Linked DNA regions of Mus musculus: region 1 is linked to region 2. Evidence: chromatin contacts called from public HiChIP or PLAC-seq data. All regions are on one chromosome and are shown on one strand. The core of a region is the stretch at or near the end of the contact, and the rest is flanking DNA. Distances in the headings are between cores, read along the strand shown. Region 1 overlaps 5430403N17Rik (RIKEN cDNA 5430403N17 gene). Region 2 holds the start of Eri1 (exoribonuclease 1).

What was found. HiChIP or PLAC-seq counts read pairs in DNA pulled down with a chosen protein or histone mark.
Region 1: a FOXA1 HiChIP or PLAC-seq map of pancreatic cancer cells shows a contact between it and region 2. The contact joins the enhancer-like site here to the promoter of Eri1 in region 2. A contact is called at or near these places in 2 of 39 promoter capture datasets (the 3T3-L1 cell line and cranial neural crest) and 3 of 115 datasets of contacts at active chromatin or transcription factors (bone marrow-derived macrophages, forebrain and pancreatic cancer cells).

The regions. Positions count from the first base shown.
Region 1 is chr8:35,869,876-35,872,575 of GRCm38.p6, reverse strand. 5430403N17Rik (RIKEN cDNA 5430403N17 gene) reads left to right here. Exons shown (of 3, transcript NR_046181.1): 2 at 1,164-1,390. Among named protein-coding and RNA genes, the nearest start is that of 5430403N17Rik, 12 kb to the left of the region's middle. Within about 2 kb of position 1,310, at least 17 of the 459 cell types and tissues checked have an H3K27ac peak or open chromatin away from gene starts, as enhancers often do. A contact at or near this core is called in pancreatic cancer cells, where this site is marked.
Region 2 is chr8:35,494,126-35,496,825 of GRCm38.p6, reverse strand. Eri1 (exoribonuclease 1) reads left to right here and starts at 1,293. Exons shown (of 7, transcript NM_026067.3): 1 at 1,293-1,554. The coding sequence starts at 1,459. Gm51568 (a long non-coding RNA gene) reads right to left here and starts at 1,300. Exons shown (of 2, transcript XR_003947532.1): 1 at 1-1,300.

The DNA of each region.
Region 1 (2,700 bases), core at 61-2,560, 380 kb before region 2:
CCTCTAGAAGAGCAGTCAGTGCTCTTAATCGCTGAGCCATCTCTCCAGCCCCACACAGTGGAATTTTGCTCATCTGTAAAGAATAAAATTATGAGAATTTTATATAAGTAAAAGGACCAGGAATCAGTTGCCCTGAGTGAGGAAACCAGAACCAGGAAGACAAAAATCATGTATTCTCTCTCATATGTGCATACTAGCTTTTCTTCAGGTATGTGTTCAAACTTCTCGGCTCATAGATATCAAAAAAGTAGTAAGGGACCAGAACATGGTGGGGAATTTCATAGGAGGATGGATAGAACACAGGTAGTGTGAAGGGGAAAGAGGAATAATGGAATAGGAAGGATTAAATGGTATAGAGGGTAGAAGGTAGGAGAGAGGAAGAGTGGAGGAAGAGAGATAGCTAATACCAAGGACATTTGAGAAGGAGATATGGAAACCTACTTCTGTATGAAGCTTTCTAAAATACAGTCATATCCACCTGTAAAAGGAGTTTCAGTGGAGTTACCCTACAATAGGGAGGCCAATCCCTATCCCAGATCTGGGATCGAACAAGATGTCAAATAAAAAGCTCAGGGCTAGGTTTCGGTTCCTTCCTTTTGAGTTATTGATCAGTACAGTCCCATAGGCTCTTCCCTACAATAGACATTACAGGGTAGTGCCAAAGGTCAGGGCTACCCTCCAGAAAACCTGAGTGTCAGACCCTGTTGCCGAAGCCACCAGCTACTTGAGCCACAGGACCTGGAGAAATCAGGTTGGTACCAACCTGGAGGTTTTGTCTCTACTTAATAGCTTTCACAGTACTGGAAGGCTCTGTGTATGCTATGTGAGGAGCAATGTGTTCAATACTTACCCAGCTGTAAGTCCTACGAGCTGCTGAGTTATCAATATATGCTCACCAGTGCAATACTTGCACAAATGTTATGGGAGCAACCAACCATTTTCTGGTTGGGTTGAAAGCCCTGTTCCACAGAATGGAACCCATGGCTGGTACTGTTAACTGGGCCAAGATTCGGTAGGTGGGTCATAAACTCTGAGGAAGAACCTATTCTTCTTACTCTGCTAAGTAGACAGAGTATGAAGTCTCCCTGCTAGGGACCTAACCTTATACCCATAGGCTTGTGCATCTCTCGTCCCTCCCTCATCCTGATGCTTTCTTTCTGCAGTAGATGGCTACTTAACAGAGATGCACGACTGGTCAACATATAGAAAAATAAAGGACTATGGAAAGCTCAGCCCTAAATGGAACATCTGTGTCACGCCCTGTGCTCCCAAGACTTATGACTCATCGTGGAAGAAGGGGCAGAATGACTGAGAGCCAGAGGTAGTGGACATCTGGCAAAACGTTGTTCTCCAGATATGACAAGGCTGTAACACACAGGCTTCAGCAGCTGTGAGTGCACGGGAAATACTAGCACAAGATCAAACCAGACTGGATCCCACAAGGAATGTGTTTGGTTTGGTGCTTATGAAGTGGGGTGGGGATGGAGGGAAGTTGATCAGGACGGAGGGGGAAGGAGAGGGGAGAGAGGAGGAAGAGGGAGAGGGGGGAGGGACAGGGGCAGGGACAGGCAATTTTCTTTAGTGATGCAGCTGTCAAAAAGCTACCCATGCTCCAGTATATAACCCTACACCCTCACATATACTGACAGCATTAAATGGACTCAGTGAGTTTTAACAAACAGACAAACAAAGCACCAATGTGTGGGTTGGGAAAGTAGTAGTAGAGGTGGGTTGGGGAAGGATTGGAGGGAAGGGAAAGTGGGTGAGGATTTGTCAAAATACATATACATGCATGGAATTCTCAAGCAGCAACAACAACAACAACCAAAGTTTAGAGAAAATAAAAAGCATCACAAAAAGAAACACCAGTAAGAGCCTTAAGAGCTCCTCCTCCATGTCACTGCATCTCCCACCTGAACCCCACAGCACGATGCACAAATCCCTTACTGTAGAGTAGCCAGGGGCACCAGGCCTTAAAGAAATGGGCCAGAGAAAAGTGCATCACTGACAACCCAGAGATGCTAGCCTCCTCTGTGGACCACTGATAGATATACAAGCCTCCACTGTGGACAGCTAAGAGATATGCTAGCCTCCTCTGTGGACCACTCATTGATACCCTAGCTAGCCTCCTGTATGGGGGTCTTGATGAGCACCACAGCCGGCTCCTGGAAAGCTCAGGCTCCCATGAAGTTCTGGACTTTGGAATGCCTGAAGGTTAGGGTCAGAGAAATATAAGGACTTGGGACAAGCCAGTAGCCTTCCGCGTTTCATTTTACTGGTGACAATAATGTAAATATCTGAATCTGCCTCATTTAGCTCTACACCCATTTGAAGTATCGGCTTTTTATGGTTCTCCAAATTATAATGCTATAACTTGGAACAGTATAGAGAAAGAGGCCCTGTATATGGCCTAAGTTCCTGTCCGAATTGTTTCCACTGTCTTCTCATGTGACCAACTCTCTGATTTGCTGCCATGCAGGATATGAGCTGTTCCTATGAGACCTCTGGGCCAGGCCTAAGGCAGTTCCTCAGAAAACATTCTCTAAAATCCTTTCTCAGGAGCTTCTCAGAGGCTTGGCTATCTGGTAGATGGGTCAGAACAGATGCAAGGCATGTTTTCCTTTCTTGTTCTGTCTCAGAAAAACAGACAAAAAGCCTTTTATAAGAACATATGCCCTCCTTGAACATTTCTTTTTAAGT
Region 2 (2,700 bases), core at 44-2,543:
GTCTTATGACAAGTGTTTAACCATGACCAAGGCAACTCTTAGAAGGATAGCGTTTAATTGGGGCTGGCTTATAGGTTCAGAGGTTCAGTCCATTATCATCAAAGTGGGAGCATGGCACCATCCAGGCAGGCATGGTACAGGAGAAGCTGAGAGTTCAACATCTTGCTCCAAATGCAAACAGGAGAAGACTGACTTTCAGGCAGCCAGCATGAATGAGGGTCTTAAAGCTCATGCCCACAGTGACAGACTTCCTCCAACAAGGCCACATCTACTAATAGTGCCACTCCCTGGGCCAAGCATATTTAAACCACCACAAGTCTTTTCTATGGATACTATAAAACTTGGGTTTAAGACAAAGAATTGAAATCTTTTTATCTTCCTCCACCTTGTGAGACTTTTAATGAAAATGTTTCGATCCTTCAGATCCAGAAAAACTACTGTTTACTCAAAGAACTGCTCCTTTATTCCAATGGCCCCTTTCCCCATCCTCCACTTCCTGTGCACCAATTCTTTTCAGACTAGCCAATCAAATCAGGCTGTGAAACAACGGGACCTCAAATCAGGAGGAAGAGACACACACAGGCCACACCCTAAGTTAAAATAATCACCAAACACACTTCCTGACTTGTATGTATTCACTCTTCGAGCATACCCGCTTGATAAAGAGTAAAGTTCATCTTGCCCAGACACTTAAGTTGGAATGGTAGTTTCTTCCTTCGCCTCTCAAAAACACCCACATGGCAACTCCCATGTTGGGTTCTAACTCCAATCCCAGGGACAACGCTCTCTTCAGCCTCCCTGGGGTACTGCACACACGCGGTGCAGACATGCTCGCAGGTAAAACACCCATAAACACAAGGGGGGGGGGTGGAGACGAATGAAAATGATTTTTAAAAACGTCCCCAAATGCCAAACAGCATTGGAAAGGATGCAATCCTGTAGATTTCAGCGTTGTGGAATCTAGACCCTAGGAACGCATCTGCAGAAGGGCATACATAGACTACACTGGTCGTTGTCAAAGCAGCTTCTGCTACAGTGGGGGAAAAAAAGTAAATAGATTTTGAGTTACTGGGAGGAAAGACCTTAGAACTTGCAGCAAACACTAATTAGGGCAGCTTCACGCGCGCATCCCAGGCAACCGGCGCAGCACCATTTTCGAACCTGCGGGCTACCCACGCCCACTTCCCCAAATCGCTCGCCTCCCGGGCTCTCTCCCGCCGCCGTCCTACCGCGCGCGCGCGGGGAGAAAAAGGAGGGGACCCGCCCACTGCGCCTGCGCGGCGTGACAACGCCACACGCTCCCGGAAGTAGGAGGCGTCCGGCGGAGTTTGTGTGGCGGCCGCCGCGGGAACGTGAAGCGCGGTAGTTTTTCAAGGGAGAGAGCGAGGCGGCTTCCCGCGGGTCTCGGTGGACCGACAGTGAGCGTCCGCGGCCGTCTCGCGGCCCGCGAGAGGCGGCATGGAGGACGAGCGGGGCCGGGAGCGTGGCGGCGACGCGGCGCAGCAGAAGACGCCGCGGCCGGAGTGTGAGGAGTCCCGGCCGCTGAGCGTGGAGGTGAGGTCGGGAGCTCGCGCGCGCGTGCGGGGCGGCCTCGCTCGCTCCCCTGCTCCGTCCTAGTCGGGGCGAGCATCGTCGGCCTCGAGAGGGAGGAGGTCAGGCGGGAAGTTCCGAGTGAGAATTCCGCGTAAACATTCGGCGCGCGCGGGCGCACTGCCGTTCCATCAGCCCCGTGGCGCTGATTGGCTGGGTTCTCTCCAGCGCCCACCCTCCCCGCCAGATGCGGCGGCAAGCCTTTCGGGGTGCTCGGACAGCCCGTGTCTTCCCAGCCCCAGACGGCCCACTGCCCTCTGCACCCCGAGGTGCATCTGTTCCCGAGAGGACCCTCCCCCGGTCTTTCCCCGTCCCCTACTGTCTCGCCCAGAACCCTGCCACGACCGGCTTTCTAAGTGATTTGCTACTTCCTCACGGCATGGGCAAGATCAGGAGATGATCCCCGGACTTCTGTTTTTCATCTTGATGAATTAGTGTTGGCTAGCGCCGCGGGTTGTGAGCGAGATGCTAAATTCTGTCGCTTTTTCGTAAGAGGAGTTGAGTACTGACACCCAGGTTATTCATTCATTGGCAGGGTAGAGAGATAGATGGCTTGGGTGTGAAAGGCTAGGCTCAAAAACCAAAATGTCAGAAGGTGGGTATTCCATAGAGGCGTCCCAATGCCTTTATTCTTTCCATTTACACCTTCGTGTAGTAGCCAGAATAGCCTTTTAAATATTATTTTTTAAAATGTGTGTGTGTGCGCAGGTGCCTCTGAAGACCAGGAAAGGAGGTATGGGTCTTGGGGAAGAGCAGAGTTTGTTCTTCATGGTTAAGCTGTCTATCAGGCCTCTAGAGTTTCCTTTTGACAGTCTGTGCCGAGGTTGCGCTGCGCATTCCGTGCCTTCTTCAGTTTGCCCCTCTGCTCAGTTCATATACACATCTTCGTCCACTCTGGCTTCCTTGTGTTCTTTTATCGTGGAGTGTTTTGTAACGTAAGGATCTTGTGCTCCTCTTGTCCGGAGCATGCTTCTCTGGATCTTTCCAGATTATTCCCTTTGTTGGTAGGTACTTTGGAAGGCTGAAGACGCTTCCATCTGCCCTCTCTGGAAAGATGCCCCTTTCATTTTAACATACGTTGTTGACAATATCATCTAAGTCGGTTCGAAA